Regions from separate parts of the Mus musculus genome. Here all the other regions are linked to region 5. A link is a contact called in public Hi-C, HiChIP or PLAC-seq and promoter capture Hi-C data. All regions are on one chromosome and are shown on one strand. Each heading gives the region's core, a stretch centred on a gene start, on an enhancer-like site or on the middle of the called end of the contact. The rest is flanking DNA. Distances are from core to core; before and after follow the strand shown.

Region 1 (3,466 bases), core at 481-2,980, 620 kb after region 5:
TTTCTTAGCTTGTGTTGCCTCTGATTATTTGCATGGTCCAAGGCTGGGGGAGTAAAGACAGGAGAAGGAAGGTGGGTCCCATCTTGAAGGGCTTTGGCTTGTCAGGAAAGCCAGGTGTAAATCCATAATTAGAATGGAAAGGATGCAGGAGCCACAGGAGACAGTAAGAGATGTTCTCTCTAACCCAGAAGTTTCTCCAAGCCTTTCTGGAGAAGAGGCATTAGAACAGGGTCCTCAAGAAGAAAGGGAGCCACCCAGGGAAATATAGTGAGAAAGACTATTCCAGGAGGACTGGCATTGTGGGCAGAAATTCAGAGATGTAGGAGAGTGATGTGTGGTATCTACATGTGACCAGGGCTGGAACCCCTAGCCCCGGGAGTTAGGGAATCAGCAGGGAAGAATATCAGGAAGCCCCAATATACCAGACTTAGGCTTTGGAGCCCATTTGTGGGAAACAGTTGGGAGCCATAGCAGGGGTTAGAGCTGGGTAGTGCCAACCTCCCACATGGAGGAAGGAAGCACCACACTTCCTTCCGTGACCCCATGACAAAAGATGGGGCTAACACAGGAGCTGATGGGATGGATTCTGGCTTCGAATGAGCAAATCAGGGGCTGGCAGCTCACACACCTGAGTGGTCCAACTGGGTGACCGTAGGGATGAGTACTTAGGGGCTGTATTCTTAACTGCAAAGGAGGATAGTGCTACATGCCTCTGGGGCCTGTGTGGGTGGGTCATTCCTAGGGCAAACACTCATGTCCTAGTATGGGCTGGCCTGGGGGTGTTTTGTCTAGTGTAATCTGTTTCAATACCCCAAAGAGCCATAGGATTTCAGGGCCTAGAGCCTGAAGATATCCCACCTCTCCCCATTCCCCCTTCTCTAGGGCTACAAGGCATCTTTCTTACTTCCACAGGACCCCAATTATGTTTTGTTTTGAGACAGTATCTCAGTCAGTATGTAGCCTAGTCCTGGACTTGTTGTGTAGCCCATGGTAGCCCATTTGCTATGTAGACATTCCTTTCATTGGCATTCAGATCCAAAGATGTTAAATTATTCCCTCAAACCACATAATCTGTGAATGACAGAGCTGGGAGTTCAACTTCTACTTCCATGGCCCTAGCCTCCAGTCTTTTCCTCAACACTGTTATTGATCTCCTTATTCTATATCCAGGAACACTGAGACCAGAGAGGCGGAATAACTCCATGTGAGATAATATCAAGGTTTACAAATGAGTCCTTCCCCCACCACTCTGCTCACCGTCAACATTCTAGAGTTTATAACCCAGTTACGGTTTTCATGATGGAAGCAACATCGCCACCTGGTGGAACTATCCCTGAATTGCAGGAGCAGTTCCTAGGTTCTTCTCTTTCCCTGCCTTCCAAATTTGGAGGCTAAACTGACATTTCCAAAATGTAGCTATTTGAATATGACACGTGACGAATCTCAAATGTAGCAGATCATACTTGTGAGTGGGCTTCAGGCTGGCTTCTGAATTACAGACGGGGTTAGTGGCCATGGAGTGGAGGCCTCAGAGTGCTGCTGGGTTTTCAGCATCCCGGAGAAGAGGCTCCTGGATGCTGTTCCTCCATAGTACAATGCCAGCCTGAAAATAGCCTTGTCCCTTTAAAAATCCTGGCTGTTTTGGAAGTAGCAGCTGAAGCTGTTACCAGGGGCAACCTGGCAAGCCACAGTGCATTAAATTAAACAGGCCTGTGACTGCCCGTGTGCTCCTGCCGAAAGGAGGGGCTGCTTGCCTCTCCTGCTGCAGAGCCTCAGCAGGCAGGCAAGGCACATAGCTCCAGGGTTCCCACTCCTAGAGGCAGCCTGGGAGGGGGCAAAGGCTGAGAGCACTCTGGAAGGAGTTTCTGGGACTGCTCGGCACGGGCTCTGTGTGGGACACTCCGTGCTCAATCATCATCAGTGCCCTGATGCTCTGACAGTGGCCAGCCAGCACCAGAGCCTTAGCTACAGGCTGGCCTCGATTCTCAGGAAGGGATCACATGAGACCCAGCCTGAGTGTACAGTGACCCTGGGACTAACGAGGTACAGGTGAGAGTGACAGATGACTCTAGGGCTTCCCTGAGCACCAGCCTCAGGATCCTCTGAATCTCTCTTGTTCCTCCTGAGATGGGGGAAGCTGGCATAAAGCTATGGAGGCTCCTGGCGTCACCCGCTTTTTCAGGCCACCTCTGACTTCAAGTTCACGTTTCCCCCACAGTATCGAACCACAAAGAGCTAGGGTTTAAACAGTGGCTACCATTTGCAAAGCACATTGAGCTTAATTAGGGCTTCAGAATGTCCTGTGTGGAAGGGAAAGTGGGGAAACTGAGGCAGGGTAGTGTCCCCAAAGCCAGGACTGAGACTTCCTCCTGGTATTCTTTACCCCCAGCCCCACCCTCCACCCTGTTTAATGAGAAAAGGTCTTCCTGAGCTAGCCCAAAGCTTGCACTCATCCTGTCTCCACCTCCTGCTAGGACTATAGGGGTGCATCTCCATACCCAGGCTTAGCTATTGTTATATTGATAGTCAAACCAATAAGTAGCACCCCCGATCTATGGTCTCGTCATCAACCCCTGCCTCCAGGTTCCGTGCCCTATTTGAGTTCCTGTCCTGACTTCCTTTGGTGATGAACAGTGCCATGGAAGTATAAGCTGAATAAAACCTTTCCTCCCCAACTTGCTTTTTGGTCAAGATGTTTCATGGCAGCAATAGAAATCCTGACTAAGACATTTGGTTTATTTTGTTTGTTTTGTTTTGAGACAGGGTTTCATACCGTAGTCTAGGTTGGCAATCCTCCTGCCTCAGTCTGGGTGTACTAGGATTACTGTGTGAGCCACCAGGCCTGACTTAGAAATGCAAAGTCTTGACTCACTCCTCTGTGGCTCTAGAGGTGTGGTTCGGAGATTGGTTTGCTTACTGTGCTAAGTTTGAAAGCCATTGGCTGGACTGATCGGGGGTGGCGTGAAAGTGGGCTGGTACTTTTTTAATGGGCCAAAGGATCAGACCCTTCTCCTCCGGGAAGCCTGAAGATCCTGCTTCTGTGGCTGGTGGGTAAGGGACATTGGCAGGTGACCTGGCAGTACTGGGAGAGGATGCACTGTCACAGGGCAGGTTTGTGTTAACTCAGGCACATCCATGGGTGGTGCCTCAGGATCCAGAGACAAATCTCACTAAACCCATGGTTTATAGAACGATAGACTTCTGATTAGACTGGATGGTCAGCCAGGTTCTCAGACAGTATTTGCCTCGGCAAGGTGAACTTTGTCCTGGCAGCTGCTCTGTACATTCCAGAGAGGCCCCAGAGAGCTGACTAATGATCTCCTGGGAGGGGACTGATGGGAAGGAGGAAGGCTCCTTCCGGGTCACCGGGTACAGTGGTACCTGCTTCTCACAGCAGCCTTGGAAGGTATAGTTAGTGTCTTCCTCATAGGAATTAGAAAACAGCCTAAGAGCCACAGTTCAATGC
Region 2 (3,175 bases), core at 183-2,682, 690 kb after region 5:
CCTCTCACTAATACACTCTTGCCCCAAGGGGAGCCGTCAGGTAACAGTCCTGTCTTCTGGTGCTCACAGGACATCCAGCAGGTAAATAAATGGCAAATAGAACCTGCAGACAGACCCAAGGAAAATGGTGCAGGTGGGGGTGGAGGTGCAAAGTGATTCTGATCGATGCACCCTCTGCATCTCCTCTCCCTGGGTAAGGTCTTCTGGTCTGGAGGTCACTCTGCCTGGCACCTGCAGGCTAAGCCTGTGGTGCTCAGTCTGCAGCATACAGCAAGAAGTAAATAGAACAAGAGGGTGGTTGCCATGCGGGCAGCGGCAGGAAGCAGACGCTCTCTGAAGCCTGATGCAAGTTAGAGAGGAATATAAGGAGGGCAAAGGGAGCCCATGCTAACCCTGGATGAGGGGGAAGACGCTTCACTGTGAAGAGAAGTCTTAGCCTTGGTGCCGGCTGGCCTATATGAACTCCTCATCTACTTACTGGGACGACTACATCTGGATGCAGAATCTGCTGCACATTACACGGAATTGGGGGCTGATCCTGCCTTTTAATCTCTCTTTAAACCTCCATTGTAAAAGGATCCGAAGCACCTCGGACCGCAAAACAAACTTTCACCTCTTTCCTGCATAAGGCTCCTCTCCAAACTGACTTTCTAACCTTTTTCCTCTCATGACTGTGCTCCTCAGCTTCCTACTTCTGCTCAGCCAATCTCTCCACTTGGATCTCCCCCCTCCCCATTTCCCAGAACCACCTTCCAGAGGCCATTCCTCCTTTGGAATGTGGGGGGCCTGAGTTACCTGACTGTTGCGCACTTCCCGAGGGTTTAGGGTCCCTCGTTTTCTAGGCACTGCGCATGCCCTGCACCTAGCAGACACTTTATAAACCTAGGGTTAGGGTTCTGTTTGTTGCCCCGGTGCTTTTGCTGCTTCCGTTTCATCCTTGGACAGTCCCTTCCCCCATCACACGCCAGGTCCTTTGCGATCCCCACTCCCACGCCCATTCCTCCGGCCCCACACGCCCCCGTCGCCCAGAGAACCGCTACCCCGGCGCACAGCCGCGCCCCGCGCCGCTCACCTGTTTCTGGATGTCCCGCACGCGCTGCTCGTGCAGGCGCGGCGCACTGCTCAGCTTGAACACCACCCAGGCGCGCACGTAGTAGTAGATATCGAAGATGAGCGAGAGCGGCAGCAAGAAGAGGCACACGAACACCCAGCGCTGGTGGATGAGAACGAACTCCAACCCCTTCACTCGCACCCAGAGCAGAAAGAGCAGCGCGCACACGGCCAGCGACACGGCGGGCTCCATGGTGTCGCGGCGCACCGCGCGGAAGGGTGCGGGCTCGCGCCGCCCGTCTCCTTCGCCCGCTCCGCGCTCCGCCGGCTCAGCGCCTGCCGCCACCGCCCCGGGAGCCTGTAAGTCGGGCCCGCCGCCTCGCGATTGGCTTGGGTCGCCAAGGTTCGGTGGGCCGAGACCCAGGCGGCGACCAATGGTGAGCCGCGCCGGGGATCGGACCAGGGAGCCGCTGCGTTCATTGGCTGCGGGAACCGGGATGCTCCACCCTCTTCTAGTCGGCGTGCGAGGAGGGGCTGACCTGGGCTGGGGGCGCTGGTAGGGTCGGCAAGCGGCGGGCTTGGCGGGGTTTAGGGCTCTCGCTCTGGAGGCAGCGGGACCACCCTTGATCTCCTCCTTGGGTGGTGCCTCCCGTGGACACACGTCAAGCAGTTGTGCATTGGGTTACCTCCCCAGGGTGGGAGGCGCTCCAGACAACCACCCTGCAACCCTGGCAGGAGAGCCTCTGGCCTTGACCGGGGCAGGTCATGACACTCTGTAGGCACATGGCCAGGAGGGGGAATCCTTTCAATTTTCAGGGCGTTTACCATAAATGCATTTGAACTACCCCCCTTAGCAGTTCTGGGCCGTGGGTAGCTGGGACCCCCATTTTAAAATACGCGATGGTGAATTCCACCTGTCGAGTAATTTTAAAAAGCACAGAGGCGTTGATGGCATTCTTCCATGCTGAACCCAAAGTGGATGGAGGCTTGGAGACAGGAAGAAAGAGCTTCAAGGCGGCATGGCAGCCCTAGATTAAGAGTAAGAACCCAGCACATGGCCCCGGCCTTGCGGAGCAACCAGGCCAGGCTGCGGAACAACCTCTGACCTCGCCAGAAGCTTGAGTCCGGTGGTATTTGCACTTTCCCTGAACAGGAGGAAGCTCTGAAGATTTTTCAAACCTCCCAGGGCCTTGTCTGCTTCACGTGTCTTTCCTTCCCCCCCCCCCCCCCCTTCCACCTTTGTCCGGACACGGACTCGGGCACTCCATTCTGCCATCCTTTATAGCGCCACCTTCCACCTTCGGTGAATCTGTCCCTAGAAGGCTCTTTCCCCATTGTATCACCGAGGTAAAGCACTACACAGCCTAGAGATTCGCGAGGTGCCACTTCTAAAGCCAAGTTTATGTACTTCTTTCAGAGGCTCACAGTTCTTTCCATTTTTATATAATTGTCCCTTTATGTGTCTCTCCCTCCTACAGATGGAGCTTTAGGGCAAACAACACCTTGTTATTACAGCACTTTTGAATTTCCAATTTGTGGCATAATGACTAGGGCATTGTAAGGCACACCGTTGTTGACCAAAGGATAAGTGAAGAATGTATGTGGGAGTTCAAATATCCAATAGAAATCAAAGTTCAAAGTGAGAGGTTGTTTACCCTCAGCTTCCAAAGGGAGGAGTCCAGACTGGAACCGACCGTCCTACCCAGCTATGACAGCTACTGATAGAGCTGTCAGTAGCTTACACAAATTGAAATGTCCTTTAAGTGTAAAACACATGTTCATAATATTCATATTGACTTTGGTCAAAATGATTACATTATCTTGGGTTAATAGTAAAATTTTTATTTCTTGGTGTGCATGTATATGTGTATGTGTAGACATAACTGTGACCTCGAACACTCCTGTTTGTGCAAGGGAGGACATGTGTGCTTATGTGTGTATACAAAAGTTCAATGTCCACCCTCCTTTTTGAAACAGTGACTTTCAAAGAACCTGGAGCTTGCTAGACTGGCAGGCCAGTAATTCCTAAGGGATCCACTTTTTTTGTTTGTTTGTTTGTTTCGTTTTTTTTAAAATTTCCTTCCCAGTGCTATTGCAGGTGTTCACTGACATACCAAACTTTGGA
Region 3 (3,100 bases), core at 238-2,737, 570 kb after region 5:
TCACTTCACATTTACAGATGCGTGCGGTCTGTTTTGTTCACTTTATATAACGGGAGACTGAGGCTCAGAGTAGTTAAGTGCGTTGACCAAAGCCACTCAGGGGGTCACCTGGACATCTCAGTTTTCCCTTCCCTGGTGATAAGAGCAGAAGGGTGATGATTTGGGTGGCTCTTGGGGAAAGGGAGTGAGGCGACTTCCCACCTATGACGTCATGCATATTCGGGAACCCTGGTCGCCGAGTCTCACCCTTGACTCGTCATCCGGTTTGCCTAACACTAATGCAAAAATATCCAGAGACATATTTGGTGTTGCCACCTGACAGTGTCAATGTTACTAACAGCTGTTGGGTAAAGAGCGGGTGTCAGGCACACTGTTAAATGCCTTACAGGACATTACAGGCAGGACAGCCCCCACATCCAAATGGTTCCCGGGTTGAAATTTTTCAGAGATGAGCTCAGCGGGAAGCATGGGGACTGTGGTATCCAGAGGTTGTGTGTGTCCGCTGGAATGACTTGCCAGACAAGAGACTTCTCAAGGAGGTTTGGAAAGATGACCACATCTGGTCATCTGTGGGTGCAAAGGTACCCTCAGGTACATGGGACCCTCTTCAAAGTCCCAGTGAGAGGGAACCTGGAAAAAGAGGAGAGATGCAAGGGCCAGGTCCTAAGGCCATGGAGACTGCTGAGGAGGTAGGGGCAGTGGGGAGGCATGGTGGGGGTGCTGAGAAGAGAGATATATGAGCAGATGTCAACTTCAGAAAACTCTTCGTGGGATGTAGGGACCCCGGGGCAAGGCTGGTGGGGCGAAAGATCAATGCAGCTGTACTGAACAAGAACCTGTTACTAGTCAGTAGTGGTGAATGTGTCAATAATCACAGCCCAAGGATTCTACCTGTGGGCATACATCTCGGGGTAATTTTCCCATGGGCCTATGGGGGTATCTGTGAAGACCTCTGTTGTTGTAGTATCCATGAGGTGAGCAGGCAGGCTGGGCACCCATCCTTGTAGGGTAAGCCACATGGAGTTTCACATGTAGTTATAGGTTGTAGGGGTGTATGGGGACCTCAAACCTTGTGCTGCGTGAAGAAAAAAAAAGTATTTGTATGCTCAAAAGTTTTGTTTTGTTTGAAATAGGGTCTTGCTATATAGTCTAGACTGGTCTTGAACTTATGGTTCTCCTATTAAACCTAAGTGCTAGGATTACAGACAAATATCATGTGGCCTGGCTACGAAGTCATCTTTTGAGAACATTTATAGAAAAGACATAAAAGCATCAGGGTTGGAGAGTGGAGATGAAGAGTTTAGATACAAAAGGGAGTTAACCTAACCACGCCCCAAAGCGAGGAGACTAGAGGCCAGGCAAACTCTGCAATGGATGGGTGGGGCTGGGCGAGAGGGAAAGCGCGGAGTCAGGCCACACCTCCAGGCAGGCCACGCCCCCAGGCCGGCGGAACCCGAGAGGCATAGCCTCGCGCAGCCCGGACTGCAAAAGGAAGGGCATCCCTGCCGCCGGAAGGAGCGGCGCGTTTCTTGGTCCCGGGACTGAAGCGCCGAAGTTGCGAGCTGCCATGGAGAGTTCTGAGCCTGAGCCTACAGAGGACGCTTCCATGGACGCGTTCCTGGAAAAGTTTCAGAGCCAGCCTTACCGCGGCGGCTTCCGCGAGGATCAGTGGGAGGAGGTGGGCGGCGCCGGGGGCTTCTGGGGTAGGAGCTTGGTCCTCGAGGCTTGGTCACTGGTAGAAACCGTCCGCCTCGAGGTTTTGCGTATAAGTTGACTGCGTTTAAGACCACGGGGGTTTTGCAGGCAGTCCTGTCACACACCACCACCAGGCTCTACTACCAGGGGTCCCTTAGTTGTTTTACTGCAGCACCCAGGTTAGGGTAAACTTGAAAGGAGATGGTGAAGGTGGTCAGGAACGCGACAGCGCCTAGTTGAAGGTGATTGCTACCACCCATGGAGAGCGTTGGAAATCAGGATCCCACATTTAACACCTGAGAAACTGGATGTCTAGCTCCAGCCAATCCTTAGGATTTGCATATCATGCTCAGCGAGGAAAAAACTTTATGATGTCGTGTCCTGGGATTGGATCTAATCAGTAGACAACGCTAATTGTTCTTTTAAATTCTAGGAATTTGACAAGATTCCCCTATTTATGAAAAAAGCGCCATCAGAAATTGACCCCGAGGAGTTTCCTGACTTGGCCTGCCTCCAGTCGATGATTTTTGATGATGATCGATATCCAGAAGGTATCTTACTGTCACCCAGCACTTCTTTTGTGTCCTTGTTGAGTTGAGCGAAAGTATTATGGCTAACATGTCAGTGTTGACTCCACACATTCTCCTTTGGATGCCTTCTAAGTAAATGTGTACAGTTCCAAGCCCCAGAGGCCTGACTTGGATGAAAAGCCTGATTGCCCTAACAAATCAGGAAGGGTGTGTGATGAGTGCCACGAGGTCCACCACTACTGTAGTACCAGAGAGAGGAGGGGGATTGCTTTTCAGTGAATGACACAATGTAAGAAAAGGAGCAGTGTAATTTTCTCAATAGAAATTAAAGTCCTTCAAAAACTGAGATAAATGTGTGTGTGTGTATGTGTATCTGGAAATTGAACCCAGAATCTCACATATGCTGGGTAAGTGAGCTATATCCCCCCTTCGTAAAACTGTTTGTGTGTGTGTATACGTGTGTACATACTTACAGAGATCAGTGGCTAGCCTTGTGAGGTGGATTCTTTCTTACCATTTCACATGTTCCTCAGGTCAAGCTCAGGTTGTCAAGCTTAGGGGCCAGTGCCTTTACCTGTTTAGCCATTTCTCTAGACCATCTTTAATTCCCCTTTTTAAAACAGCACTTATAGCTGGATGGTGGCCATGCATGCCTTTGACCCCAGGCAGGCAGGCAGGCAGGCAGGCAGGCAGGCAAGCAGGCAAGCAGGCAGGCAGATCTCTGAGTGCAAGGCCAGCCTGGTATACAGAGCGATTTCCAAGACAGCCAGGGCTACAGAGAAACCCTGTCTCAAAAACAAACAAACAAACAAACAAACATATAAACACCAACCAAAAACCAAACCAAACCAGAAATTAAAAAGCACTTAGTAACA
Region 4 (3,321 bases), core at 7-2,506, 640 kb before region 5:
TTCTGTGCTTAGGGGTCCTGAGTCTGGGGTTAACGGGTTGTCATTTTGTTTCTGTTTCTCTCTCCTTTGTTATTCTGTGTTTCTTCAAGTCAAAGTTCTTCAGATGGGCCCTGGAACTCCTGCTCCAAACATTTTGAAATAGGAGCTGTGGGTGCGATGGTGTTGCACTTGTCTAGTGCTGGGGCGGGGGTGGCGGAATAAGAGTGATCAGTTATGGCTTTGGTTGGGTATGTGAGGCACTGAGATAGACTAGGAGAATAAAGCACAGCCTGGGACGATGAAGGGTGTCACACTGTTTGGGCCTCTAGGGCAGGGTACCTACCCAGTTTACTAGCACTGTGTGAGGTCAAAGGGTGGCCAACTTTCCCAATAAGTAAAGCCAGCAAATAAAACAAGGTGGGTTTATTCACTATATTAAGTAAGCACAGGGTCCCTTCAAATGATATTTTGTTCCGTGTATGTTTATAAACTAAGAGCTGGAAGGATTTCACATCAGGAGAGTGCTAGCGTGAGGCCCCAAATTCAGATATACCCGCCAGAACAGAAGAGGGATAAAACCACAAAACTCCACCGTGTGAGGAGGCCGAACATCTGTAATCCTAGTAAGAAGATCAGGAGTTCAAAGTCATCCCTCGCTACATAAAGAGCGCAAGGCCAGCCTAGATTACATAAGACTAACGTTTAATCAATAAAAATAAAATCTAAAATTCCATCCTGAAGATCTCACTTAGATGCCTGGTTAAGCACCTCAGACCCGGTGGAACTTTTAGAAAAGCTCCCAGTTCAACACTGTGATCAAGGCTGGGCCCTGAGCCCTAAGATGCCCCACTGCCTCCGGATGCTCCTCCCTTCCCTAGAGGAACCCGCCTTCCGTCGCACCTTCAGGTACCACCGGAAGTCCTCGCCCACTGGCCGAAGGTTCGTGACGTTCTCCAGCGTGGCTTTGAGCTGCAGTGCGATTTTCTGAGAAGAGGGCGGGACACGCTGAGTGCAAGGCCTCGTCCGCTCAGCTGCGTGCCACGCCCCACCCCGCCCCTCCCGACTCAAGCCCCGCCACCCGAGCCTCACGCCTTCCATTCTCTCCTGCTCTGAGCTCGCCACTCTGAGCCCCTCGCCGCCTCGGACCCATCTCTCACTGGGCTACTACCAGACGGGATGCCCCAATGGCGACTAGCCTCTCCTTACCCCCATAGCTGCCGGTCCACGTTAAGTCGCTGCGACAGCTGCTTTCCGACCCGTCGTAAAAGGCCGGCGTCGCCGCGCAGCCTCAGTGCGGGTGGGCGGGGAGCGGGGCGTTAGTGAGTGGTACTGTAGGCTGGCGTTTTCTAGCTTGTCCCTCCTTAACCTGCCGGGCTCGGCTGTTTTCGGTAGGTTTGCTGGAACCGATGTAAACGCAAATGCCAGAGATGGTTCCTGATTCTCAATCTGTGCCTTCACTGAGCAGGCAAGATAGTCGGGCTGGAAACCTCTGCCAGACCTCTCTAGGCTCTCGGTTCTCTATCCGACTTCTCACTACCTGTGGTCCTGAGGCTCAGATTACGCTGCAGCCTCCCAGATGATGGGTAGTCGCCCTCTAAACTGCCCACTGGATGTACACGATTTGATGCTGCGACTTTTCCCACAGGGTTGCCCTGTGTCCATGTCCTCGTGGTAGCTATGCCTGAACAGAGCTGACTTTCCCCCACCTTAGTCATATATTTAACCGACACTGCAGGAGCTGGGAGCACCAACATTCGAAAACATGCCCCATTTTTATTTTTTAGAGACAGGGTTTCTCTGTGTAATTATAGCCCTGGCTCTCCTAGACTCGCTTTGTAGACCTGGCTGGCCTCGAACTCAAAAGAGATCCACCTGCCTCTGCCTCTCGAATGCTGGGATTAAAGGCGTGTGTCACCATGCTTGGCTCCCACTTTTATGGCCCAGTCTTTTTAAATTTTATTTTGGTTTTGGCAGGTAGTATGTATGTGCTCCACATGCATGCAGCTCCCACCAAGGCTAAAAGAGGGCACCATAAATAACCCTCTTGTACCCTCCCCCCCCTCAGCCTGAAACCTGGCTGAACAGGTTTCACTGATAGCACGAAGAGAGCATGGGGGGGGGGGTTGGAGCCTGCCACCTTATCGTTCTACCACTCCCACTGCTACTGCCTGCCGCCTAGCAGTTCCGGAGTTAATCAAGTTGTCACCTGAAACTGGACTCCAAGGATGATTTGGCGGGAATGGGTTCCTTCCCCTTCTTCATAAACCAGTGCCTGGGAATAGTAAAATTGAACCTTGAGCAGACTAGTTGTCTTGGTTCCATTCTCTCTCCCGCCGCCTAGCTCCCTCTTCTCTTCCAGATTCCAAGATGCCTCCCAGGCTAGAACCCAGACATGTGAGCCGGCCGCAACACTCTGTGACACACTGATAGAGCCACCCTATGGATGTTAGGAACAGAAATGAGGTCATCTACTACAGCAGCAAGTTCTCTTAACCGCTGAGCCATCCCCCTGCCTGTTGGACACCACCAGACTGGTCTTTAAGTGTCTCAGAAGTCTGGCATCCTGACATGTCACATATTAATGATATCCCTAACGGAGTATGAAAAGTCTTGAGGATGCTTGGGACCTTGTCTCAGAATGGAATGTCTCTAAGGATATGTATTTAGGCTCGTGTCCCTTCAGACCAATGAACCCTATCAAGTCCCATTCCTTCTGATGCCATCTAATCAGCTATTTTCAGCAAGCCATGAAATTTAAGTAATGGCAAGAGAAAGTTCCTGCCAATCTACCTATTGAACAGTTTTCCTTCATACGGAAATAAAGGATATGTTAAAAAGCCCAGCCATTGGCTGGAGAGATGGCTCAGTGGTTAAGAGCACTGACTGCTCTTCTACAAGTCATGAGTTCAATTCCCAGTAACCACATGGTGGCTCACAACCATCTGTAATGGGATCTGATGCCCTCTTCTGGTGTGTCTGAAGATAGCTACAATGTACCCATATACATAAATAAAAAATAAATGCCCAACCACAATAAAATTTTATGCCCAAGAAGCTATGAATGCTAGTCAGGTGTTTTACTACTGAGCTATAACTCCAGCAATTAGTCATCTTGTAAATCTTCAGGGTTTCCATTTCCCTTGAAACTTAAAAATCCAGGTTGAACTATGTGTGGTGGCACCTGCCTAAAATCCCAGCACTTGGGAGACAGATCCCAAGTTCAAAGTCATCCTGGACAGGAAAGGGAGGGGAGGCGTGGTCAAAACAAAACCCAGGTACCTTGTCCTAGAATATTGCTAATGGGGTTCTCAACTTCAATGTATTGAAAAAAATATTCAGCAG
Region 5 (3,483 bases), core at 917-3,416:
ACTGGGCAGGCATGGGCCCCAGGCCTGATACCCAACAGCCAATAAAAACGCAACTTAAGAAGTTAAAGAGGTAGCACATTCCATCAGTAAGGGGTCCACGGGTACTAAGGGCCCAGGCACTTATAATGCTGATACAGCAAGCTGATCACACACACACACACACACACACACACACACACACACAACTAGTGGCTGGGTGCTAACAATGTGATTCACACCTAGAGTACGGTGCTCAGTTCAGAACCTCTCAAAGACATGATTAAGGTCCATACTGTTCGGGGCAGATTAAAAAAAAAAAAAACCAACTCATAAGCATGCTCCTCCAAATGAATAAATGTAATAAACATTTTTTAAAACTTCCAGTGCCCCCTCCAGTTATGCATACATTAAAGATGTACATCCCCTGCAAAAGGTTGACAAAATTGTGGTGTTTTTATATTTTCTAGTTTTACTATCAAAATTGGTGTGAATGTCTCAAAACAGGTAAATACAGGATATATATCTCATGTGGATAAATAATGTATAAGGGAGCATAATACATTTTCAAAAAAATTACAAGTCAGGGGTGATGCCCCATATACTGTGTAGGTCAAGGCTGGAGGATTAGAAGTGAGTTTAAGGTTTTCCTGGGCTAGAATAGACCTGCTCTCAAAAAACCAAAATAAATAAAAGAGTTACCATCTAGGGAAATGTTCTCATATCTATGTATATAGTAGATGAATAAGATACAGTGTGTTCTCTTCAAATTTTCAGGTTTTTTTTTACCTTATTCTTAAATGATCTAAGGAAAAAGCAAACAAGCACTTTAATACAGTGAATATAAAGCACTTTAATAAAAAATGAATATACCTGAACTACCAATATCTGTTCTTTAAAACCAGGGGCAGAGATTTGGCTTTCATTAAGGTTTTGTTGCAGTTAATGAGAAAGAGGCAAACCAATCCCAAGAAACCCATAAAACCACCCAGCAGACATGTTTCCACACAGCTCCAAGATGGAGGTTTGAGAGGCAATGCTTGATCTAAGCGAGGATGAATACCCTCAGGGACTCTCTACCAAAGTGGTAGTAGGCTCTAGGACACCATCCATCCTTCTGGGTTTTACAGACAGGGACGGTGGATTCCCTACCCTTTCCCAGGGCCATTGATTTTCTCTTTAAATATACAGTGTAGCCCTTTCTGGTACTTCTTTCAGAAAACCTCTGGGTCACGTCCTGGGTTGATTTTCTCCTTGACCAGCACCTTTGGGTCTGTGTGCTCTTACATCTGCCTGCCCCAAATCCTTTCCTACAGCATCCACTGGTAGCTCTGGTGTAAATTTAAAACCGGTCATTCTCTTTCTCCCATAATGGCAGCCCGGACACAGTCCTCTCACCTCCAAGACTCAAATAATTTCAAATAACGTAAATGCACCCACATTGACTTTAAATATTATTCCTGTTTGAGGTTGGACCGTGCTGATAATGTGTTACGTTTGGCATATTAACTGTCATTTGTAATTGTTCTTCCTTCTGAGGGTCAAAGCATCATTTCAGGGCACTAAAAGTTCTTGGGGAGGGGGGCCTAGAGAGAGGCCAGGCCCTAATCACTCTGTTCTCTCCCAGCGACATCGCTGCTCCACCCGCGGTCACCCGCCGCGCGTCTCCTCACAACCGGTTCCTTCCCGCCCGCAACCCTCCGCCGGCCTCGCCACCGGGCTCCCACCTCTTCGGTGCCCGCCCACCGTGCTGCACGGACCCGCTCGCCTGGGCCTTGGGTAGCTCCGCGAAAGGACCGGGTCCGCTCGCGATCCCCGCCCGTCACGCCCCGCCCGGCCCTGGCCCCGCCCCGCCTCGCTTCGCTTCGCTCCCGCCCCGCCTCAGCCTCAGAGGAGTTCCCAGGCGCGCGCCCTGCGCAGCCCCGCCCCGCCCTCTCCTGGCAGGGGCTCCGCCTAGAAGCGCCACCTCACTTGCGCGTCTTTCCTCAGGACTACCTTTACATTGCATTGCCTCGGGGAGGTGGGGGGGCCTCCAAGAGATCTCGGGGGACATGCCCTCGCGCGGGCACGCACACGCACGGCCCCGCCCCGCCCCTTTCACCCTTCCTGCGACCGCCCGGCTTTCTCAGCTCGGCTGTCCCAACCCACTCCCGGCCCCGCCCCGCCACATGCCCCGCCCACTCCAGATCAGACCACGCCCCTCATGCCGGCCCCGCGCACGCGCGCCTACCCAGCCGAGTTCTTTTCCCCCCCCACCCCTCCCTGCTGGTACCTCAGTCCCGCGGCGCCAGGTCGCCCCCAGCCCCTCCCTCTTGCCACCCTCTGTGTGTGTCCCACCCTCACGGGCTTTGTGGCCTAGGTTGCCGAGCCGCTTCCCGGTCAGCCGCTCAGTGGAGGAAGGAGCCGCCAGTGAGGTGCAGCCGCTCGCTGCCCCGGGCAGGGGCACAGGTAGGTGGCGGCCGCGGGCCGGGCCGCTCGCCGAGCCTCAGGCAGCGCGTGGGTGCGGGGGCGGAGTGTGAGGGGCTGGGGGAGGGGAAAGGCCCTAGGGACGAGGTAGAGCTCGCGGTGGGAGGGGTGGGAGGATGAAGAGGTAGGGGTGCCTGAGGTGGGCTTAAGGGTGGGGTCCGCGGCGTCCCGGGTTAGACTGAGGGTGTGTGAGAATTTAGGGTTCTGGGCGGGAGAGGGAGCGGATTTAGCTTAGGTGGACTTGGGGAGAAGCTTGGGTGGGAGTGCCGGGAAAGGGGGAAAGAAAAGGGGTTGAGGAGTGCACCAAGGGAAGGAGCTAGGGTTGGAATAGGGGGAGGGGTGGGGCGGGGGGGGGCAGGGAAGAAACTAGTTGAGGCCGTGGATTGGGAAGTTGGAGATAGTGAGGCGTGAAGAAAGGGGAATCTGAAGGTTGAGGACGCAAAACCGGGAAAGAGATGGGGAGACTAGGGTGCTAAGAGGAACCTCGATGGTGAGAGGAAGACTCGTGAGGAGGGAGAGAAGGATGGGGGCTGGAGACGGGTCGCTAGAAGACAGGTGGAGGCGGGGTTGAGTCTTTTGAGGGGCACGGGAGAGTCTGGGATGTGAGGAAGATGGGTAGAAGATCTGGGAGTGAATGGGGAAGGTTAGAATTTGGGGGGTGGGGGACTGAAATTTTTTCTGTTTGAAAAGCTAAAGAGTGGGTAAAACTATCAAGATGTGGGAGAGATTAGCTTGCTCTTGGACAAAGTATGGGCCCGGATAGGACATGAGTTTCTGCAGTTTGGGGGAGAAGGCAGGTAGGGAAGTGGCAAGTTACAGGGAAAAAAGAAGTAGTGGGAAATTGAATAATGGCGGTGACACAGAACAATGAAGATGGATTGTTAGTTGGTTAGAGATACTTTGGAACTACTTTCTCTTCGGATTTCTTCCTATGTTAAGAAAAAGTCTTTAAAAACCACTACATTTTCAAATGAGCCAAAGGTGTCTGCAGTCTTGAGATGAAGGTAGTGGGTTGACAGATGTTTTCCTGGTGTGTGGATA
Region 6 (3,258 bases), core at 362-2,861, 940 kb after region 5:
GATCTTACTTAAGATCTGAGGGATCTGGCTGTACGTACTAGACTCCCTTCTCTAGACTCCAGTCCCATTTCTTCTCCCTAGTCTATGCCGCCCTCCCACCCCCGCCTCCATGTTAACCTCTCTGAGGCTACACCCCTCTCCTCGGGCTAATTTCTCTTCAGTGACCCTACTCCCCTCATCCAGGCCGTGTCCCAGCTTCGACCTCCCATTCCTGATCTCATCGCCGCCAGCTTCGACCTCCCATTCCTGATCTCATCGCCGTCTGGCCCTTCCTTTGCTCCTACTCCTTGCCCAGGCTTCTCACTCATTCCTTATCTCAGTCCCATTCCACTACTTGTCCTAATACCTGACCTTAGTCAAGCCCATCCTTACAACCCAGACATTAAAACAGCCAAACCTGCTCCTCTGCCTTATACTCATTCCTATCATTCCTGGTCCTGTCTAGGCCCTTCCTCATTTTAGACCCTGTCCTCTTCCAACGGTTGGCTTAAAAACCTAAACCCTTCTTCTAACCCCACTGGTCCTCCTGTCTGACCCGGCAAAGGCCTTCACTCTGGCAGGCCTATAGCGAGCACTATTTCTGACTCTGAACTGGTACTTATCCCAATCCTTCACTGAAATCTAGTGTCACAAATACTCTGGTCCACTGGGACCTCAGTTTTGACACCTGATATTCATGTCCTTCCCATTTCCCAAGCCACGCGGATTTGGAAATGTGGGCCCTCCTCCCCATCCCTCCCGGGATTCCTGCCCACCGCATAGACTCAGCAGGTAGCCTATGGAGACCCCGCCACGGCCCAGAACTGTATACCTAACTCCACGCGGGAATATTCCTCCCCCAAGGCCCTTCTCTCCATAGGACCCCAGTCTAGTGACCCCGATCTCGGACCAGAACTGGTGTTCTATTATCTCGGTGCCCCGAGTTTCATTACAGCCCCCGCCCAAAAGTCCCGCTGCGAGCCGGGCTGGCAACGCTCCCTGTCCTCGGGACTCCAGCGCGGCGGCCTCTCCCGTGAGGTCAGGGCAACCCCACTCACCTCCGCGTCCACCACCTCGTGGTAGGCGGGCGGGGGATCGAAGCCGCCACCACCTCCGGTGCTCCCGCCGCGGGAAGGCCCGCTGCCGTCGCTGCCGCTGTCGCCCCGTGGGCCGCCGCCCGGCCCCGGACTGGGGCCGCCGCTATCCATGGGCTCGTAGCCACCGTAGTCGAGGCCGGGCCGCTCGTTGGTGAGCAGCGCCACGGCCTCGTTGATGTCGTTCTTGGCCAGGCGCAGGGCCTTGCGGATGGTGGCCGGGTCCGAGAAGCCCATGCACAGCAGCGTGGTCATGTGCTGCTCCTCCTCCGATTCCATGGCTCCGGCCTCGGAGTCGCGCCGGCCGGCGTGCGGCGAAGCTGCGGCTCCCGGGCCTGGCGGGCCGTGCCGCGCTGCCTCGGCCCCGGCTCCGTCCCCGGCAGGGCCCCTGAGCTCCCGCCCCGCGCGTTCCGAGGCCGCCGGGCCAGGGTTAGGTGCGCGCGTGGGCGCAGCGAGCCGAGCTGGGGTGGTGGGGCGCTCAGGCGCGGCCGGCCGGCCCAGCCCTGCGCGCCGCCATGTTGGCCTGCTCCTCCTCTTCGCGGGGCCGCGCCTCCGCTCCCGGAAGCAGCCCCGGCGGCGCTCGGGCCGCCGTCCCCGGGCTCGGGCGGCGCGGAGCTGTGGGTGTGCGGACGCGTGTGTGTTTCTCCCAGGCCGGGGCCAGGGAGGGGCGTGCGCCGAACGTGTCTGAGGTGAGAGGCCGCGGAGCGCAGAGAGAGCACGAGAGTCCTCCGCCTGCGCCTCCCGCCCACCCCTTCCCCCGGCAACAGGTTCCCTCTGGGACGGGAGGGGCAGGCGCCGAGCGGCTCGCTGCCGGTGTCGCTGAGGTCCCCGGGCGCCCGGGCCTCGGTGCCCTGACGACACTCGTGTCCCATCGCAGGTGACTCTTCCCGCCGCCCCCGGAACCCTGCTTGGTTCTCCTGAAGTGTCCTGCGGTCCGAGGAAAGTGACCCTACGCGCCGCTGAAGCCCTCCTCGCCGCCCACAGACGGGTGCCCAGATCCGCAGGACGAGCATCCCCGCACACCCTCGCCCTCGACCCTCCAGCCTTCTCTAGAGACCCCTAGACCTTGAACTCCCACTCCCAACAACACTGACCACCTGTCCCACCAGGCCTGATAAACTTTACCATACTTTTCAGCCAGAACTGTATGACCGTCCTTCAGACACAGACACATGGAAATATTCTGGGTGTCTACTTCTATCCTGATTCTGACCACCAACCCATTTCTACTGAAGTCTTTGGCTCAGGGGTGAAGACTTTCCCCTCTGTTTCTGTCTTCCAGCGTTTGTTTAGCTTTTTGCCTTCTGTTCCCACCTCATTGGCGTTACCATGGCCAGTCCCCTTTGCCCCTTTTCCCGTTTCAGTGTCCTGATCTAGGTTTCTTCTCGGTTCTCTTCCCAAGATGCTGGTTCCTCTTCCTTCTCACATACTTGCTTATTAGTTCATCTGCTTTGGTCTTAATCCTGCTTTATTCTTGAACCCCCTCCCCACCCCCCAATCCACTAACCTTTCTTTTTCACACTGTTAAAACATTTCTGATGGCTTAACAATTGGACCTTCACATAGCCCAAATCTGAAATTACTGACAGCACTCAGAACTTTTCTCTGCATTCTCTGCCAGCATTTTTCCCCCTCAGATCCTGGTGGCTTCTTGCCTAATAATTTGATAGTTTGTAAACACCAGCTATTTGATTATTTACGGGGTGAATTTATCATTATATAGATATAGTTTCTATTATTCTTACTAAAGGCTAGTAATGGGTTTGATCACAAAGTAGACACCTGAATAAGAGGTAAGTTCTGGGGTGTCAATGAAATTTTAAGTACATATAATAGATAAAGACCAAAGTAGTCTAAGTTGAAAGCATCCTGTCACAGAATATACACCAACACAATAGGTCAGGGCACCTGTAATCCCAGCCCTCCAGAAGCTGAGCCTGGGAGATCTCCAGTTCAAGAATAGCCTGAATTACGTATACATAGCAAGACCTTGCCACAGAACGACCAACTGTACCATTTACCAAGTCAGATACCGTTGATGCTGGCAATGCCATGGAGAACAAAAGGACCATTTAATGATGGAAAGCAAAATAAAAACATTCCATTTCTACCTTGGGTTTGCAGAGTTAAGCCAACAGCTAAACTACTAAATGAGTTAGCAACAACAAAAAATTGCTTGCTACTA
Region 7 (3,285 bases), core at 673-3,172, 660 kb after region 5:
CCTGATGGCAGGAGAGGCCCCTCACTCTGGTGAGCCTTCTCTCCTACCCTCTGTCCTTTGACTGGACAGACTGAAGGATACAGGCAAAGGCATGAAACAACCGTAGCTCTGACTTCTTGGAGACCCTGCCACAGTTGGCGAGAACAGGCAGTAACCAAGAGCATGCCAGCTTGCTCTGTTGTTTTCTTTTTCTTTTTTCTATGTGTTTGTTTTTCATGTGTATAAAATGTAGTTGTGAGTGTGTGTATGTGTGAGCGCACACTTGTGTGGATGCCCAGCACATGTGTTTATATGTGTGTAGAAGCCTCAAGTTTATGTACGCTGTCTCTCTGGATCACTTTCTGCTTTATTCATTTGAGGCAGGGTCTCTTGCTGAAGCTAGACCTCACCGATTCTGGCTAGTCTCACTAGCCTTCTTGTGGTTTTCCCTGGGAGCTATTATAAGACATTCTGGCTATGATAAATGGGTATAAAATAGAGAACTCTCCCTTAGAAAGGACTCTGTGTTGTAAAAGGTCTGGAGGTCATGGATGTGGAACTCACTTCCTTGCAAGGGATTGTGCCTGTTTTCTTCTTTCTCCTTTTTACAGGAAACGGATTACACCTATTACGAAGGGCAAGTGCCGTCCAACTGTGGACTACAATTCAGATCCTACTCCTTAAAGCCACTCGGGAAGAACAGCCTGATGCAACCAGAGAGCCCAAGGCCAGAAGAGAAATCTTGAGATGGGAAAGGAAGCAGGGATCTTGGAGAATGCCTGGGTGAGGGGAGAAGGCAGGAGGGTCATCTTTGCTGTAGCCCTGCGGTCAAAAGTCACAGTGTCTACTGGGACAGCAGGGGGACCAGGTATCTTTTGTTACAAGAGATCCATTGTCCTAAGCATTCCAGTCAGCTGGTGACGTGAATTTGGGAGCCAGAGAGCAGGTGGATGGAAGAGGGGGTCGTGGGTGACTTCCTGGAACCCCTTGCACTGTGAAGCTAGAGCGTGGGTACCTAACTCACCGTTGTCCCAGAATGAGGCGGGGAGAGGAGCATTTGTTACGTAGCAGTCTGGGACCTGTAGGAAAACCCCATCTCCATGCTAGGGTGCTCTGGACACTCAACAGAGCCTCGTGCTGGGAGGAGACTGCTGACTTCCAGTGTTCAGCCATTGAAGCGCTGTACCCCACTTTAGCATTGTGGGCCACCAGTGTGGTTAGAGGTGGGTCCTCGGGGGTGAGTGACAACATCCTGTGACGTTCCCCCTCACTGTTTACATCAATGACAGTGGTGGGGGGAGCCAGTTGTCCCCTGGAGAAGAGGATGAGGAGACCTGACAGACTCAGCCACAGAACTTACATAATAAAGCGATTTCAGACATGTTTTCAGAGCCGGTTCTACCAGTTGTTTTCTCACGTGGGTCCAAGTCGTGGTTGTGAAAGAAATGAAATCATGACTGTTCTCTTCAGCATCCGGAGTAGCCAGGACCATCAGCATGCACCCTGCCTAGAGCCCCTTTCATTCCTCATTTGGAGTTTGGATCTTTGGTTTTCTCATCATGGTGAGCTACTTAATAACCGCCCACACCTAAGCTGGCCGGGCTCTTACTCTGGCCCTGGCGTGGTCCTTCATTCTGCAGGTGCTGTATACAGCCTGCTTCTGGGACTTCCTCTTCCAGTAACCTGTATCTCAGGCCCTGCTGATCCACTCTCTAGACACCCCACCCCCAGACTCAGCCAGAGAAAGGGGATCTAACCAAACTGAGGGTAGATGGGTTGTTGGGTGCAGAGCAGACCCCTGGGAGGTGACTGTCCCGGGTCTGGGATGTGGGGCCACTTTTCACGCTGACCTTGCATTCAGGGGTGTGTCCGGAAGCACAGCGTGTCAGGAGATGGTTAAGCTGGCTCTCAGAGCAAAGCAGGATGTTGCAGCTGTGGTAGTTAACGTTCTGTGTCAACTTGTCTGTGTCACGTGGTAGCCAGGCACTGGAATGTGCCTAACCCGGTCACTTGGCATGTGAGATTGACAAACTGCGTACTTTATGTGGGTGGGTGGGTCATGGCCAGTCAGCAGATGCCCACTTCCGTTTCTTGCTTACAAGACTGAGATTTGGAGACACCCTGTGGTGAAGACTCATCTCAATGTAAGGTTATGTCTAGGACTGAAGAGCGAAAGCTATTTTAATGGTAGTTTGGGCTTGGGATGTCTCCAAAGGCCTGGTGTCAAGGGCTGGTTCTGTTGGGAAAGGCTCAGTAGGAGGTCTTTGGATCCCTGGGAACATGCCTGTAAATGGTACTGAAGGACTACCAACTCCATTTTCTATTCTCTTTTCTCCCTGGTTTCTGACCATTTCCTCTGCCACACCCACCCATTACTATACACTGTCTCACCTCAGGACCAAGGGATCATGGATTGGAACCTCTAGAACTTAGAGCTGAAATAAAGCTCTCCTCTTGATCAACATCTCAGGTACTTTGTTACAGAAAGAACGCTGGCCAGCAGAGGGGATATTACAGATTTAAGATACAACTTATGAAATCAGAGAAGGGACTTCCCAAAAGGTTGCTTGAAGCCAGTTTCGGAATGAAAATCACAGGTTCTAGTAAAATTCCCATCACATACACACCTGTGCAAAGTGTACCAAGTTAAAACTTGATTCTCCCGGCTCTGGGCATCAAAGTCCTGGGGTGAGCCAACTATTAAAAAATACAAGTCCATGTGGTTCAATCCTAACAGAAGCTTATCTGGGTCTCTAGTGACTGCAAAGCTAACCACTTAATCCCTGTGGACACATCTGGCTGACAGGAAGGCTGGTAGTGTGCAGAGGAAGGCACTGTGTTCTGCTGGAAGGGTCGTTGTGCCTTCGGCTTTTGGATGAGGACATCGACACAGGAACAATGAGCTTGTCAAAACTGGTTTGTCACAACCGATTGATGAAGCCAGAACACCAGCCAGACCTGACAAGTGTACCTGGTGCCTGAGGACAGAGCCCATCCCTCCTGAGGTGCCAGCATTTCTTCACTGGAATGACAGAAATCCATTTGCTACCCGCTTCCCCCATGTTTTTAGCCCTCATCTGTGGGTGCTTGTGTTCAGACAGGACATTGGAGCTGAATGGCACCAGTGGCGGTGGCTGCGTCCTTGTCCGACTCTACACTGGTCCTCTGAATAAATGACAAAAGACTAGCGTCCAGGCTGTACTTTATTTTACACAAGTGGTGGCCCCAGAACCACAGGGACATGACCTGGAGAGTAGGCACAGTGCCTGAGGCTGCAAGAGCCAAATACAGGGATTCATGCCTTCT

Evidence for each region. Promoter capture Hi-C pulls out the DNA fragments that hold promoters and counts their contacts. A called contact is a pair of places that touch in the nucleus more often than the background predicts. HiChIP or PLAC-seq counts read pairs in DNA pulled down with a chosen protein or histone mark. Capture Hi-C pulls out chosen DNA fragments and counts their contacts.
Region 1: a contact with region 5 is called in an H3K4me3 HiChIP or PLAC-seq map of forebrain, with 5 times the contacts expected there. The contact joins the enhancer-like site here to the promoter of Lrrc42 in region 5. A contact is called at or near these places in 10 of 39 promoter capture datasets (cranial neural crest, embryonic stem cells, frontonasal cranial neural crest and 5 more), 1 of 15 datasets of contacts at CTCF or cohesin (the NIH/3T3 cell line), 2 of 484 Hi-C or Micro-C datasets (CD4 T cells and natural killer cells), 8 of 115 datasets of contacts at active chromatin or transcription factors (astrocytes, embryonic forebrain, embryonic stem cells and 4 more) and 2 of 9 other capture datasets (embryonic stem cells and liver).
Region 2: a contact with region 5 is called in a Hi-C map of regulatory T cells, with 7 times the contacts expected there. The contact joins the promoter of Dhcr24 here to the promoter of Lrrc42 in region 5. A contact is called at or near these places in 3 of 39 promoter capture datasets (the HPC-7 cell line, cranial neural crest and fetal liver), 4 of 484 Hi-C or Micro-C datasets (B cells, CD4 T cells, muscle stem cells and 1 more), 11 of 115 datasets of contacts at active chromatin or transcription factors (the SCID.adh cell line, astrocytes, embryonic hindbrain and 6 more) and 1 of 9 other capture datasets (adipose tissue).
Region 3: a promoter capture Hi-C map of adipose tissue shows a contact between it and region 5, with 3 times the contacts expected there. The contact joins the promoter of Ttc4 here to the promoter of Lrrc42 in region 5. A contact is called at or near these places in 7 of 39 promoter capture datasets (the 3T3-L1 cell line, cranial neural crest, embryonic stem cells and 4 more), 3 of 484 Hi-C or Micro-C datasets (CD4 T cells, embryonic stem cells and regulatory T cells), 8 of 115 datasets of contacts at active chromatin or transcription factors (astrocytes, cardiomyocytes, embryonic basal ganglia and 3 more) and 2 of 9 other capture datasets (adipose tissue and liver).
Region 4: an H3K27ac HiChIP or PLAC-seq map of embryonic stem cells shows a contact between it and region 5, with 4 times the contacts expected there. The contact joins the promoter of Czib here to the promoter of Lrrc42 in region 5. A contact is called at or near these places in 1 of 39 promoter capture datasets (liver), 3 of 484 Hi-C or Micro-C datasets (CD4 T cells, muscle stem cells and uterus), 1 of 115 datasets of contacts at active chromatin or transcription factors (embryonic stem cells) and 2 of 9 other capture datasets (adipose tissue and liver).
Region 6: a contact with region 5 is called in a promoter capture Hi-C map of adipose tissue, with 4 times the contacts expected there. The contact joins the promoter of Usp24 here to the promoter of Lrrc42 in region 5. A contact is called at or near these places in 1 of 39 promoter capture datasets (erythroid cells), 1 of 484 Hi-C or Micro-C datasets (CD8 T cells) and 1 of 9 other capture datasets (adipose tissue).
Region 7: a contact with region 5 is called in a promoter capture Hi-C map of embryonic stem cells, with 4 times the contacts expected there. The contact joins the enhancer-like site here to the promoter of Lrrc42 in region 5. A contact is called at or near these places in 2 of 39 promoter capture datasets (cranial neural crest and embryonic stem cells), 6 of 115 datasets of contacts at active chromatin or transcription factors (the SCID.adh cell line, embryonic hindbrain, embryonic limb bud and 3 more) and 2 of 9 other capture datasets (embryonic stem cells and liver).

The regions. Positions count from the first base shown.
Region 1 is chr4:106,628,990-106,632,455 of GRCm38.p6, reverse strand. The region is part of intron 1 of Ttc22 (tetratricopeptide repeat domain 22); the gene reads right to left. Among named protein-coding and RNA genes, the nearest start is that of Ttc22, 8.3 kb to the right of the region's middle. Within about 2 kb of position 1,730, at least 111 of the 459 cell types and tissues checked have an H3K27ac peak or open chromatin away from gene starts, as enhancers often do. A contact at or near this core is called in astrocytes and forebrain, where this site is marked.
Region 2 is chr4:106,559,295-106,562,469 of GRCm38.p6, reverse strand. Dhcr24 (24-dehydrocholesterol reductase) reads right to left here and starts at 1,432. Exons shown (of 9, transcript NM_053272.2): 1 at 1,073-1,432. The coding sequence starts at 1,303.
Region 3 is chr4:106,677,331-106,680,430 of GRCm38.p6, reverse strand. Ttc4 (tetratricopeptide repeat domain 4) reads left to right here and starts at 1,487. Exons shown (of 10, transcript NM_028209.2): 1 at 1,487-1,678; 2 at 2,129-2,246. The coding sequence starts at 1,568. It overlaps Mroh7 (maestro heat-like repeat family member 7), which reads left to right. Exons shown (of 24, transcript NM_001126487.1): 24 at 1-14.
Region 4 is chr4:107,887,761-107,891,081 of GRCm38.p6, reverse strand. Czib (CXXC motif containing zinc binding protein) reads right to left here and starts at 1,256. Exons shown (of 8, transcript NM_001347160.1): 1 at 1,186-1,256; 2 at 880-963. The coding sequence starts at 1,191.
Region 5 is chr4:107,252,216-107,255,698 of GRCm38.p6, reverse strand. It overlaps Lrrc42 (leucine rich repeat containing 42), which reads left to right and starts at 2,166. Exons shown (of 8, transcript NM_029985.2): 1 at 2,166-2,424. Hspb11 (heat shock protein family B (small), member 11) reads right to left here and starts at 1,796. Exons shown (of 6, transcript NM_028394.3): 1 at 1,704-1,796.
Region 6 is chr4:106,314,566-106,317,823 of GRCm38.p6, reverse strand. Usp24 (ubiquitin specific peptidase 24) reads right to left here and starts at 1,611. Exons shown (of 68, transcript NM_183225.2): 1 at 1,038-1,611. The coding sequence starts at 1,352.
Region 7 is chr4:106,588,993-106,592,277 of GRCm38.p6, reverse strand. Dhcr24 (24-dehydrocholesterol reductase) reads right to left here. Exons shown (of 9, transcript NM_053272.2): 9 at 3,165-3,285. It overlaps Lexm (lymphocyte expansion molecule), which reads left to right. Exons shown (of 10, transcript NM_183182.3): 10 at 591-1,369. The coding sequence ends at 663. Among named protein-coding and RNA genes, the nearest start is that of Lexm, 27 kb to the left of the region's middle. Within about 2 kb of position 1,922, at least 42 of the 459 cell types and tissues checked have an H3K27ac peak or open chromatin away from gene starts, as enhancers often do. A contact at or near this core is called in embryonic stem cells and liver, where this site is marked.